Regions from separate parts of the Pelodiscus sinensis genome. Here region 1 is linked to region 2. Evidence: chromatin contacts called from public Hi-C data. All regions are on one chromosome and are shown on one strand. Each heading gives the region's core, a stretch centred on a gene start, on an enhancer-like site or on the middle of the called end of the contact. The rest is flanking DNA. Distances are from core to core; before and after follow the strand shown.

Evidence for each region. Hi-C and Micro-C count contacts between places; a contact is called where the count stands out from the background.
Region 1: a Hi-C map of blood shows a contact between it and region 2, with 8 times the contacts expected there. The contact joins the promoter of MRPL47 here to the promoter of MFN1 in region 2. A contact is called at or near these places in 3 of 5 Hi-C or Micro-C datasets (blood, liver and an unstated tissue).

What each region holds. Positions count from the first base shown.
Region 1 is chr10:44,821,077-44,827,193 of ASM4963464v1, reverse strand. It overlaps MRPL47 (mitochondrial ribosomal protein L47), which reads left to right and starts at 3,568. Exons shown (of 7, transcript XM_075938033.1): 1 at 3,568-3,723. The coding sequence starts at 3,638. NDUFB5 (NADH:ubiquinone oxidoreductase subunit B5) reads right to left here and starts at 3,477. Exons shown (of 6, transcript XM_075938034.1): 1 at 3,318-3,477. The coding sequence starts at 3,444.
Region 2 is chr10:44,555,492-44,561,596 of ASM4963464v1, reverse strand. MFN1 (mitofusin 1) reads right to left here and starts at 4,482. Exons shown (of 18, transcript XM_075938022.1): 1 at 4,368-4,482; 2 at 2,908-3,029; 3 at 505-640. The coding sequence starts at 3,022.

The DNA of each region.
Region 1 (6,117 bases), core at 2,319-4,818, 270 kb before region 2:
TGATCCTAGCCCTCACTGTGCATTATAGGTTAAAAAGAGGTGCATCCCAGTCCTCTTTAGGTCAGCTCTTATATAACATAGCACTGAGATATATTTCTCATAAAAGGCTAAGATTTAAGAGATAACTAATAAGGACAAAGGGTTACATATAAAACAAAATCATAACACACTTTTTATATATTAAACTTAACAGACTATCCTTGTGTCTAAAGCTGTCTATTCTTAACCAAAGCCTTCTTTCAGCATCTCCAACTCACATAACTGGTATCCCTTTTTCATACATGCCAAAAGCACTGTATTTTTGCTTTCTCGGTAAAGTATCAAGGACAGGGATGTTAGTTTATAGTCGTTTAAACAATTAACCAATAAGACTGGTTTAAACAATTAACCAATAATCCAAACAATTACACACTCCCCCAACCCTGGCTGCCTCTGTATCAGAGGCAGTAAGGAAGGGAGCATGGGAGCCAGTGCCTGTACGGAGCCAACTTTTAAGCCAGCTCACCACAAGCACCGCATCCTGCAGAGCCACTCCCACGCCATTGCCTCTGACAAAAGCAGCAGCACAGAGGGTAAGGGGGGTAGGCGGGAGGTGGTACATACAGAAAGCCAGCTTTCAAGCCAGCACGTATCGGCTCCTGTAGAACTGCTTGTCCCCCCTGCACTGCAGGAAGGAGAAAATACACACGAGGAGTTGGCTTTTAAGCCATCTCTCCATATGTGCCAGCTCTATGGAGCTGCCCATTCCCCTTGCTGCCCCCCACGAGAACTGCCTTTGCAGAGCTGCCACCGCCCTCTATTCCCTCACCCCCGCACTGCTGCCTCTATATCAGACCAAGCTCACCATGGACAGAGGCTGATCCGTGGGGCTTTTCCCAGTGCCTTTTTTGTGACGGTACTGCCCAATATTCAGTACCGGCATCTCTGGTCAGAGCTCAACAAGTTTTCCCCTGGAGTACCGGCACTTTTTTTTTTTAAACAAAAAAAAAAAGCACTGGCTGTTCCTACCCAGTGCTGCTGCCTCTATATCAGAGGCAGCAGGGTGGGGTGGCAGGGGGCTCCCCAGGAGCAGGGCCACGAGCAGGGCTGGGAGCGCACTGGCTGCCGGCTCTGCTTCCGGGGACCATCAAATAATTGTGTAACTGATAAGATTTGGTGTGGTTACACAATTATTAAAATAAACTACATCTAATATCCCTAATCAAGGAGTGTCTTTTTGCCTTCTTCTCGTAGCCCCAAAGTTCACTTACTACTGGGAGAACTGTGCACCACTGTGTGCACAATTAACTAAGTGCATGTTGGTACGGTCACACCAATTTGGCACCATCCCAACAGTGCACATATTTTAAACTTTTTGTGCAGAAAAAAAGCTTCTGTGGAAATTCGCTGCAGTTCTGCCTTTTGCTCACCAGAGGCTGCTGTGGTGATAGAACAGAACAGCAGCTCCCAGCCAGATAAGGAAGAAAAAGAGGCATCTTCATAGCACCTATTGGACCAGGTCAGAAGACAGGGGCTATGAGGAGATAGACATTGTGGAGCTGCTATGGGGAGAGGGTCAGACAGAGGCTCATAAGGCTTATTGTGGGGGGACAGACTGGGCAAGGGGCTAAATGAGAGTGGAAGTGCAGGACCACATAGTGATGGGGGAAGCTAGGGACACATATGGATGGAGGGTGGCTGAGTGGGAACACAGAAACACATGGGTATATGGGCACGTGTGCACGGCCACATAGAGACAGGTGGGGGAAAGAGGAGGTGGTGGTGTAGGGCCACATGGGAATAGGAGGAATGGATGTCTGAGTGGAGGTGGAGGGACACATGGGGACAGCGGCAGATGTGCCTGACTGAATGGAAAATGCCAGGGTCTGCACGGAGGAAGCTCCTTAATCTCTCCTCACCCCCTCAAAAAGCCTGTTTCATACTTTCCCCACCCATGCCCAACAATCCTCCAAGTTCACACCTTGGCTCCTTAGTTCCTAGCACTTATTTCCCTCTGCCTCAGATCCTCCATTATCTCTGACTTCCCCCAACCATGCGCTATGTCTGAAGGGTGCAAGAAATAGTTTTGTATTGTAGTTTAACTGAATTATTATTCAGAGTTCAGTATTAATATGCCTAGTAAGGAATCTATTTAACAAAAAAGATTCAGGACATTTTTTTGACGTCTGTATAGTTACAGACATACTTGCTGCAATTTTTTGTTGCAGAATTTTTAAGCACAGACTTCCTTCAGATGTAGTTCACTAACTTTGCGTGAGGTCAAGCGAAGCCTTATAGCTAGATTTTCTTCCCCTACGTACACCTTTCCTATTGCCTTCATATGTAAATGGAGATTTCATTGTATTGTTTTCCAGCGCTTCACCTGCATGACCAGTGGAGAGTTGTGTGACTTGAGAGCCTTTGTCTGACCAAAACCTGTTTGTCAGCACTGCCTTGGACACAGACCTTAAATTAAAGTACAAATATTTACATAATGAAAATATCAGAGGCACTGGAAATGGCGGTGCCAGGGAAGCCATAGCCTTTCCACACACCCCAATAAAGTCAGGGAGCCCCACTGGGGAGTTTGGGCAGCTGTGTGGACCTTCCACCTGCCCATGATGCGGGGCAGCACTCTCTACTAGAAAAGTAACAGTGTAACTATTTAAATGGTTAACATAAGCATACGCTTATTTGTTACCATAGCAGGTTCCTGGACCCGCTCCTGGAGAGCTGGCTAACACCCCATGCTGTGGATGTATAAACCTTATACTGTAAAGCACACAACACAGCTGGCTCTCTAGGCATGGGGCCGGCAGCCCGAGCTCCCAGTGCACAGTGGCTGCTGGCCCTGCTCCCAGTGAGCCGGCTGCACCTGGGGCTCCGCTGTACAAGTTTTATACAGCAGAGCCCGCGGTGTGTGGTCGTGTAACCGCTCAGGCTTACAGCGGTTATACGGTTATCTAATTAACCGCTTTTTAACAGCCCTAGTGTCAGGTGCTGAGTGTTTCTCAGGCCTGAGTGTAACGGTCTCCGTGACAGAGCAGGAAACCCTTTGCCGGTTGGCCCCACGGGGTGTCACAATCACACGAGGAGCGTGTGAATCCCAGGGCCCGCACGGCGGTGCTCTGACCGCTAGAAAAAAAATCCCTCCTCCTTGTTGATAGAAGCCCCACCCCAAGGAGCCCCCCCCCCCACCAGTGAAACCCTCCCCCCAGAGGAGACCCAACCACCCCGCCTCAGAGCCACCGCTGCCCAAAGCCCCCGCGCCACTGTCCAAGGTCACCCCGCTAGCGCCACCGAGCATCCTCCCCCCCCCCCCACCCGGGGCTCCCTACCGAAGATGCCGGAGGACAGGATGCTCCTGTCCAGCAAGGAAACGCGCCCCCCGCCCGCAGCATGGATCGGGACCTTGCGAGCCCCCAAAGCAGCCGCTGCCCGGAGCAGGAGGCTCATAGCCGCCATGTCTGAAACTGGCAGCAGGCGGGGGGGGGGGGGGGGGGGCCCTGGCTATTTAACCCCAACGCTGTCGAAGCCGTAGTGCCACCATCTTGGAATCGGGCAGGTTGTCCTGGAGTTCGCCCCAGAGCCCTCTCCTTCCGGTCTCCCAGCCGGAAGTGGGCGCAAGGCCTGATGGGCGGGAGGGGGAGGAGGTATCATGGCGGCTGCTCTTTGCCGCCGCTTCTCCAGCCTTTTGAGGGTCTCAGGAGCGTTACAGGCGCCGCCAGCCGCCTGCCTTTCCGGGTAGGGCGCGTTGAGCGTGGATGGGGGGCTCGTTACCGGGGGTCTGGGGAAGGAGACGGGCGTGTGGGTGAGCCCCGGCCGTGGATAGGGGCTCTGGGTTCGACCCAGCCCAGACAGCGTGTGCTTGGGGCGGCTGAGGCCCGGGACGCTGGTGGCCGTTGAACGGCTGAGGAAGAGCCGTTGAACGGCTGTTGATAGGCTGAAGGGCCTGTTGGGCCGACGCGTGTTCATTGGCAGTAGCGTCGTTTTGAGGCGCACGTGGGGTCGTTCCCGTGGAACCTGCCGACCTTGTTGGGAAGCAGAACCCGCAGGGCCTGGGATTTCTGTCCTTACAAGGGGGGAGCAGTGGCGCCCAGCGCGAGGGTGATGGTTGTGCTTTGGTCTCCCTCAAATGAATTTGCAGCTACAGTCCAGCTCCTACCGGACCTCCTCCAAAACCCACTGTCACAGTTACAACAAAATCCTGAATTTGGGTGTGTTTGCAAAGAGCTTCGCTATGTTCTGTTCCACTCCTTAAATGATGCTTATCCCCATAATATTTCAACACCTATTTTATTAGCTATGTAATGAAATAGATTCAATCAGTGCTAATGCCATCCTTTTTCATCCCGGGGACAATCAAGTATGAAACTGCTGTTGGGCAAAGTCATCCTTTTAAATAATATCCACACACAGCAAGCAAGATTATTACAGCCCTGCATGGATACAAAATATGTATCTACATTCACAAAAGTGAGCCACAAATATCTCTAGATTTCATAGACTCATAGACTTTAAGGTCAGAAGGGACCATTATGATCATCTAGTCTGACCCCCTGCACAGCGCAGGCCACAGAATCTCGCCCACCCCTCTTAGAATAATCCTCTCACCTATGTCTCAGATATTGAAGCCTTCAAATACTTTGAAGGCCCCAACATGCAGAGAGTCCTTCAGCTGTGATCTGTGCCCAATGCTACAGAGGAAGGCGAAAAACCTCCAGGGCCTCTGCCAATCTACCCTGGAGGAAAATTCCTTCCTGACCCCAAATATGGCGATCAGCTAAACCCTGAGCATGTGGGTAAGACTCACCAGCCAGACACCCAGAAAGTTCCCTATAATGAATGGTCAATTAGTTACCAACATTTTATCCACATCTGCAAAAATGAACTGCAGATATTTGCATGAACATCTGCAGATACCTGTGTGTATAAAATGGATATCTGTGTGTTCTTTCACATAATTTATATTTCTTTAAGGATTAAGCCCTGACTAAACCCAGATTGGTACTTCATAAGACTTCTCATTGATTAATATCTGAGTAACATTAATCTGTTTCTCAAAACAATGTATTGAAATTTCAGATTTAGATTTTAATACAGCTGGTTGTCATGAAATTGAAGTTGTTACAGAAAACTGTGGAATATGTCTCAGCTGTACCTTCCCAGAAGGGATCACATTAATTTTTTGACCTACTCTTATTTCTGTCCCACACAAAATAGGTGTTCTCTTTGTTGTAAATTGACATCAGAAACAATGAATCTTGAAAATGGAGATATTAAAAAAAAAAAACAAGCTAAAGAAATTAATCCATCAGTATATAGGACTTGCAGATTTGATGATGGTGTCTGTCACTTTTAGGCATTACAGGCCTTTACAGCACTTTTGGGTATGTAAATTAAAAGCTTGTATTTCAAGATAATGATGTTTTAACAAACATTTGTCCACGCTAGTAGCCAGAGATGATATTTTGTTGCCTATAAAATCAGAAAGGTCTAGTTTCTTTGCCACAGTCACTGTTGAGATTGCTTTTAGTGACCAAATTCCATTAGAGCTAGCACTTCCATCAATTGTTGGCAGGCATATTACTAATAGGGGTGTGATAGTGTACACCAGTGGTCCCCAACCTTTAGAGGCGCCCGGGGGCGGGGCCACTCACGCGCCGGGCGCCCGGGGGCGGAGCCGCGCGTCCTGGGGCACGGATGCCCTTACACCTGGCGCCGGCATATGCGCCGGGGCCACCTGAGCGCCTTGTGCCCGCGCACCCGCATGTGCCCCGGGGCTGGGGCCGCCCGCGCGCCACGCACCAGGCGCCGGCCCAGGTTGTTGGCAGGCGCACACAAATGCCCTGGCGGGCGCCATGGCGCCCACAGGCACCGCGTTGGGGACCACTGGTGTACACATTTAACCTTCATGGTTACATTCAAGCCACCTCCCCCACACACTGCTGCCTCTAGATCAGAGGTAGCAGCATGGGTGAGCATGTGGGAATCAGTGGTCACTGGGAGTCGGCTTTTGAACAGGCTCCTTGCAAGCACTGGCTCCTGGGGAGTCACCTGCTTCTCCCCCCCACCACCACACAAACACACACAGTGCTGCCACTAATATGGGGGCGAGGAGAGAGCAGGCAGCTCTAC
Region 2 (6,105 bases), core at 3,233-5,732:
TGAGTGATAAATTGTTCTCCTTAACCAATAAGGGTAAGATGAGAAGTAAAGGAGATTTAGCTTAAACACCAGGAAAAAAATTCCTAACTGTAAAGATAGCTAAGCGCTGGAACAAAATTATTTAGGGAGGTTGTAGAATTTGTCACGTGAGATTTTTAAGAAAAGGTTACAGAAACAGCTGATAGGGATGATCTATATTATACTTAAGTCCTGCCTCAGGGTAGGGAACTCATCAGATGACCTATCAAGAGCGCCCTGCCTGGATACAAAACTGGTATCTGTATACCAATCTGCAAAAATGATCTGCAGATACCCGTGGATATAAAACTGATATCCACCAGTTTGTAGGGTTCTAGATATAAAATGTGTATCGCATCCATATCGATATTGGTAACAAATCATTACAAGGCATTATGGAAAATCCAAGCACATATAAAATTAAAGAGATAAACATTAAACCTTGAAAGAGAAAATCCAATTTAGTTAGGTAATAAAATTTATTACCTGCCAAAAAATGCAACTTTCATGTGTCTCCGAGAAAGCACCTCACCGATGACAGCCAATTTGTTTTTATATGCTTGTATTTTCAGTAGTTCTTCTTCAGTTGCTACATTTTCAAGTTCTGGGTTCCTGTATGTTGCTATATATAAGAAAAGATAATTATACAAGGAATAATGGGACCAACTTATGTTCCAAAGCATCAACACTAAGTTATTTAATACAAACAAAGAGCTGTGTACAAAATCTCTGATAGTAGCATTTTAAATCTACTCTCCCAACTAAAACATAAGAATTTAGGAACCGGAATAAGCCACAGCAGCACATTGAACTAAGTTTGCTAAGTCACTAATATCACTTTTCTGCTTTTTTGACCATTCTTTGTGATTCCCTCTCCTTCATAGGGGCAAGGGGAGGGGGAAGGGAAGAGCAGGGGAAGAAGAATAATCAATATCATCACGATTCCTATGCAGTGAAGACCTGATCTAAAATCTAGAGTTAACTTGGGTGGCTTAGCACCCAGAATAGTTTAGCCCAGTTATGAGTACATAAGAACTTAAGAACAGCCATACTAGGTCCATTAAACTCAGTATCCTGTCTTCTGACAGTGGCCAATGCCATGCGCCCCAGAGGTAATGAACAGAACAGATAATCATCAAGTGATCCCTTTCCTGTCACCCATTCCTAGATTCTGACACACAGAAGCTAGGGACACCATTCCTACTAGGGATGTAAAATCCTGTTTAATTGGCTAACCCATTAAACATACTGTTTAACCAGTTAAACGATTAAGGGAGGATAAACAGGAGGGCTGCTCTGCCATAGACATAGGCTGCACTGGCCAGGCTGTGTCAGTCCCTGTCTTCAGCAGGCCAGGCACCCTGCAAGCAGGAGCTGTTCTGGCAACCTGGTTGGAACAGCTGTTGCCTGCAGGGCGCTTGGGCCTGCTTTGGACAGAGGCTGCTCCAGCCATGCCGGAGGAGCCCCTGTCAGCAGCAGGCCCCCCCGCAGGGCTGAAGCAGCCCCCTACTTGTGGCAGGCAGGGAGCTGCTCCAGCCTCCACTGGTTAACATTAATCATAAGTTTCATCCCTAATTCCTACTCATCTTGGCTAATAGTCACTATCCTCCATAAAAGTATCTAGTTCTTGTCTGAACCCTGTTAAAATCCTAGTCTTCACAACATTCTCTGGCAAGGAGTTCCATGGGTTGACTGTATATACTGCATGAAGAAATAATTCTATTTGTTTGCTTTAGATCTGCTACCTATTAATTTTATTTGGTAAACCCTAGTTCTTGTGTTATGGGAGCAGGTAAATAATGTTTCCCTATTTAATTTCCTTACACTGGTCATGATTTTATAGACTTCCATGATCTTCTCCCCAGTTTCCTCTTTTCTAAGCTGAAAAGTCCCAGTTTTATTAATCTCTCCTCTTATGGCAGCCATTCCAAACTCCCATAGCCGCATTTGAGTTACTATGCCCACACTGGTGTTACATGCATGCTTATGTGTTGCTAGTAGTTTTAGGAAGGTATATCCAATGGTTCAGTGGTTCCCAACCTGTGGTCCGCAACAGTACTGCAAAGGGTCCATGGAAAGTTTAAAAAGAAGGATACTTTTTATTTTCTTTTTTCTCCCCCAGGGAGGGGAGTCAATGACATTTTAATAGACTGAAAAGAGGTCCATATGCTCAAAAAGGTTGGGAGCCACTGCAATAGTTCTTTGTGCTGTAGCAGGTTGAGTTGTCAAATGATTCTTTCCTAGTGAATTGTTGGAGAAGTGGTTTCTTTTTCTGGTCACAAGGAATAAACTGTTAGAACACCGGAAGTCTATCAGCATTCAAGTAGTTTACACTGTATCCTCACTGGCCACTCACTGGATACCAACCCCGGTGAAAGACTCTGGCTTTCGCCTAAGGTCCCAGAAGAGCCATTGAACTTGAACTGAAGGCATCACATAACTCTGCTCAGAAGCTTGTGTGTGGGGAGTGGCAGATGGTTAGAGGCAACACTTGAGTAAGAACACACATTAACTCTGCAGTTATGACATACTCTCAATGTTGCCTAGCACAAGTAGTTTAATTAAATCAAAGCTGCAGCTGCTTAGCACTTCTGAAAATCCACTTTTATTAAAGTGCCTGTCTTTAGGTATCCAAGTTTGAAAGTGTAGGTTTAAGTGACTTTCCTAAGGTTATACATTAAATCAAGCTAAGAAGAGAATAAACTCTAGATTTCCCAACTCACTGCACCATACTACCACCCCTTAAAATATCTGTATATACCCCAAGACTCTTATTGAAGAATGCATATGTTATCATTGTACCCAGAGACCCCATAAGGACCAGAAACCTGTTATGCTAATTTTTACACACAAAGATGCAAGGTCCCTGCCCCAAAAGTGAAAACTAACCTTCAACAAAACTTGCTCCTTCAGTGACATAGTCCAGCAGTTGGTTAAATATAGCAGTAATTGTCTTTTTAGCCAGCACAAAGTGTTTCAGGGGGGAGGCCATAGTTTCTGCCATTATGCAACTGAAAGAGAAATTACATCCAAATGACTGAAACACTTACTAGAAATAAGTAGAACACAACACATCAACTTCCCTTAATGAAGCAAGTAAAACATAAATTTTAAAAATGGATACACCAAGTTGAATGTTAGTTGAAATTAGTGTTACTGTTTTTTAAATTTTCTAATCTAGCAGCAACAGAAATGTCAAATTACAAAGGGATAAAATTGTAATTTCTAATATATTTTCTCTCCTGTCCTAGATAAAATACATAGATGAATTACTTTATCTGTTTACATAAAAACTCATATGCATACATACCAGAAAGCAAGTTATTAGATTTGGTTTGATACAGAATATTAAGTCAGCCCAGCAAATAATCATTTCAGGATGTTAGCGGAAACACTTTTTTAAACACCTTAGTTTGGTTCCACCTCACAGACCAGGTTATGTAGAAACAAGTTTAACTGGAACTGCATTTAAATACAGCATCTTAACTTTGTTCTGAGGCCTTGTAGCTACAGCCCAATAAATGAAAGACTAATTACATCACCAATCCAAGTCATCTAGCCTCCTAGACGCATGTATACCAGAACATTTTATATCCTTTTTTCCAACAAGAAAGAGATGAAAAAAAATCAGACCACATTTTCAAGGCATTTCCCCAGGTCCTTTTTCCCCTATGCTCAATAAATTAAATTTATTCATTGGCCAATTTATTCACAGGCCAGTTCACCTTGTCTCTCTAATGGGCCACTAAAAAAATAAAGTTCTAGGACTTAAAAATATAAAGGAGAAAGGTTTGACAAAGCTGCAAACTCAAGAGTCTCCTGCTTCGTTATTAACGAGGTGTAGAGTTAAACTTTTCTCGGCGGGGTTTGCCGCTCTGTGCAAAGGGCAGGATTGCCACACGATGAAAGTGACTAGCACAGCAAGGTAAGTGACTAGCTTCTCCCATGTGCCAGGGGAGGGGGGGGGGGGCGCGGCGGGACACGCCACCCCCCCCCGGGCCACGAACAATCTGCTTGCTGCTCACAGTAGCCCATCATGCCACCGGCCTCGAAAGAGGGTCGCTTCAGGAGCCGCCACCCTCCCTCAGCTGGGGGTGTTACACCAGGCTACGAGCCCGGGGCAGGGAGCCACGGACGCAGCCGCCCGCAACACCGGGACCGCAGAAAGGGGTGGGAGATGGAAGGGGTCCCTAGCGCCCCCCCCCCACAGGAAAATGACTGGTGGGGGGGGGGTCCTACGGCGCAGCCCCCGTGACCTCCCTGGCAGTTCGCCAGAGCCGCCCACAGCCTCTCTCTGCCCCGCGTCCCTATCACCTGCAGCGCCCCCGCCTCGTGCGCTCCCCCGTTACCCAGCAACTGCTGCGCGCTGCGGTTGGGGGAGGGGGGGGGCCGCCGCCGCCGCACCTCCTGCCTCTTCGCCCCGTTCGCGGGGGGGGAGGGGGAAGGAGGAGCTAGCAGCATCACTTCCGCTTCCTCTGCCCTTAGCGTACCCCCGCCGCAAGCAAGGTTCGCCATCTTTAACGAGGGCAGCCAAGCTGAAGACGACCGGAAATGAGCCCCCCCCCCCCCCCCCCGGGAGTCGCCATCTTTACTGAAGGAAAACTGCCTGCGAGAAAGTCTTACGCGCGACGCCATCTTCACTGAGGGCACGGAACAAGCCCGCCACAGCGGAATCTGGCTCTCAGCGCCATCTTTACTAAGGGCCCCAGGAGGCGATGGGAGCTCCCGTCTTTCTTTAAAATGGAGGCGAGTTACTCCACCACCGCTGCTTTTGTGGAAAAACTTTCCAGCTCTCTACACTGGCCGCTTGAATTTCCGCAAGAACACTGACGCTCTCATGTAAGATTGTCAGTGTTGTTGCGGAAATACTGGGCTGCTCCCGTTCACGCAAAAGCCCTCTTGGGCGAATGCTTTTGGGCAAGAGGGCCAGTGTAGACAACGGGTTATTGTTTTGTGCAAAAAAAGCCCCGATCGCAAAAATGGCAATCGGGGGTTTCTTGCGCAAAACCGCGTCTAGATTGGCACTAGTGCTTTTGCAGAAAAGCGTCTGTGCAGAATTCTGCTACAACGACCTTTTACATCTGCACTTGAAAGGGAATCCTCTGAACTGTCATTCATGTTAAAATTCGACACTTTCCAAAAAGGACTCAACAAACACTTGAACTATCTCACCCATTACCAAGATAGTTTCCCCAATTATCACCTCTAATACCATTAACTCACAAACATCCCACTCTCCCGACCTCTAATATCAATTCACAGACACTTACCTTCCTTCCTCCCCCCCCCCCCCCCGCATCCCCCTCCTGTTCTGCAATGTGATTTGTCCTTTTCATATTTGTTCATTTTTTTTAATTGTATCCTTTGGTATATATGGTTGTGACTACTTTCTTCCACTATTTGATCTGAGGAAGTGGGTCTGGCCCACGAAAGCTCATCATCTAATAAACCATCTTGTTAGTCTTTAAAGTGCTACATTGTCCTGCATTGTGCCAATGTAGACACTCTTTTCCGCAAATGCTTTTAGCAGAAAAACTTTTCCGTTAAAAGCATTTGGGAAAATCATGCCAGTCTAGACGTAGCCCTAGTGTTCTTTCTCCCTGCCTCCCCCAATGCCTGGAGAACAGCTGCAGCAGTATCCTTTTCTTACCCTTCATAGGCCTTTGGAGTAGGTGCACAGCTCTAGGGAGCTCTTCATGCCTTCTCCACTTCCCAGGCCTGGCACTGAAGAGATGGAGAGAGCAGAGTGAACCATTGCTCATGGAACCAAGAATGGGTGAAAAGAGGAAACATAGCTGCTCAGCCCTGGAGATACTAAGTACCCTCTCAAAGAATGGAGAAGAAAGGCAGCAGAAGGGTGGCAGTTGCTCCCTCTCTGTTCCCAAATATCTTCTTGGCTACTATAAGAGGTACATAAATGGGGTTTGGAGAAGACAGCCAGAGAAGTCTTCCTACAGGCAGAAATTAATTCCAGGAGAAGGTTAGACTTTCTGATGCCATCAGGAGATTGGTTTCAGCCCCAGAAGAAATAATTTTATCTGCAGAAATTATGGGAGCTGTTAACATTTGCACAGAGTTTAAGGCCAA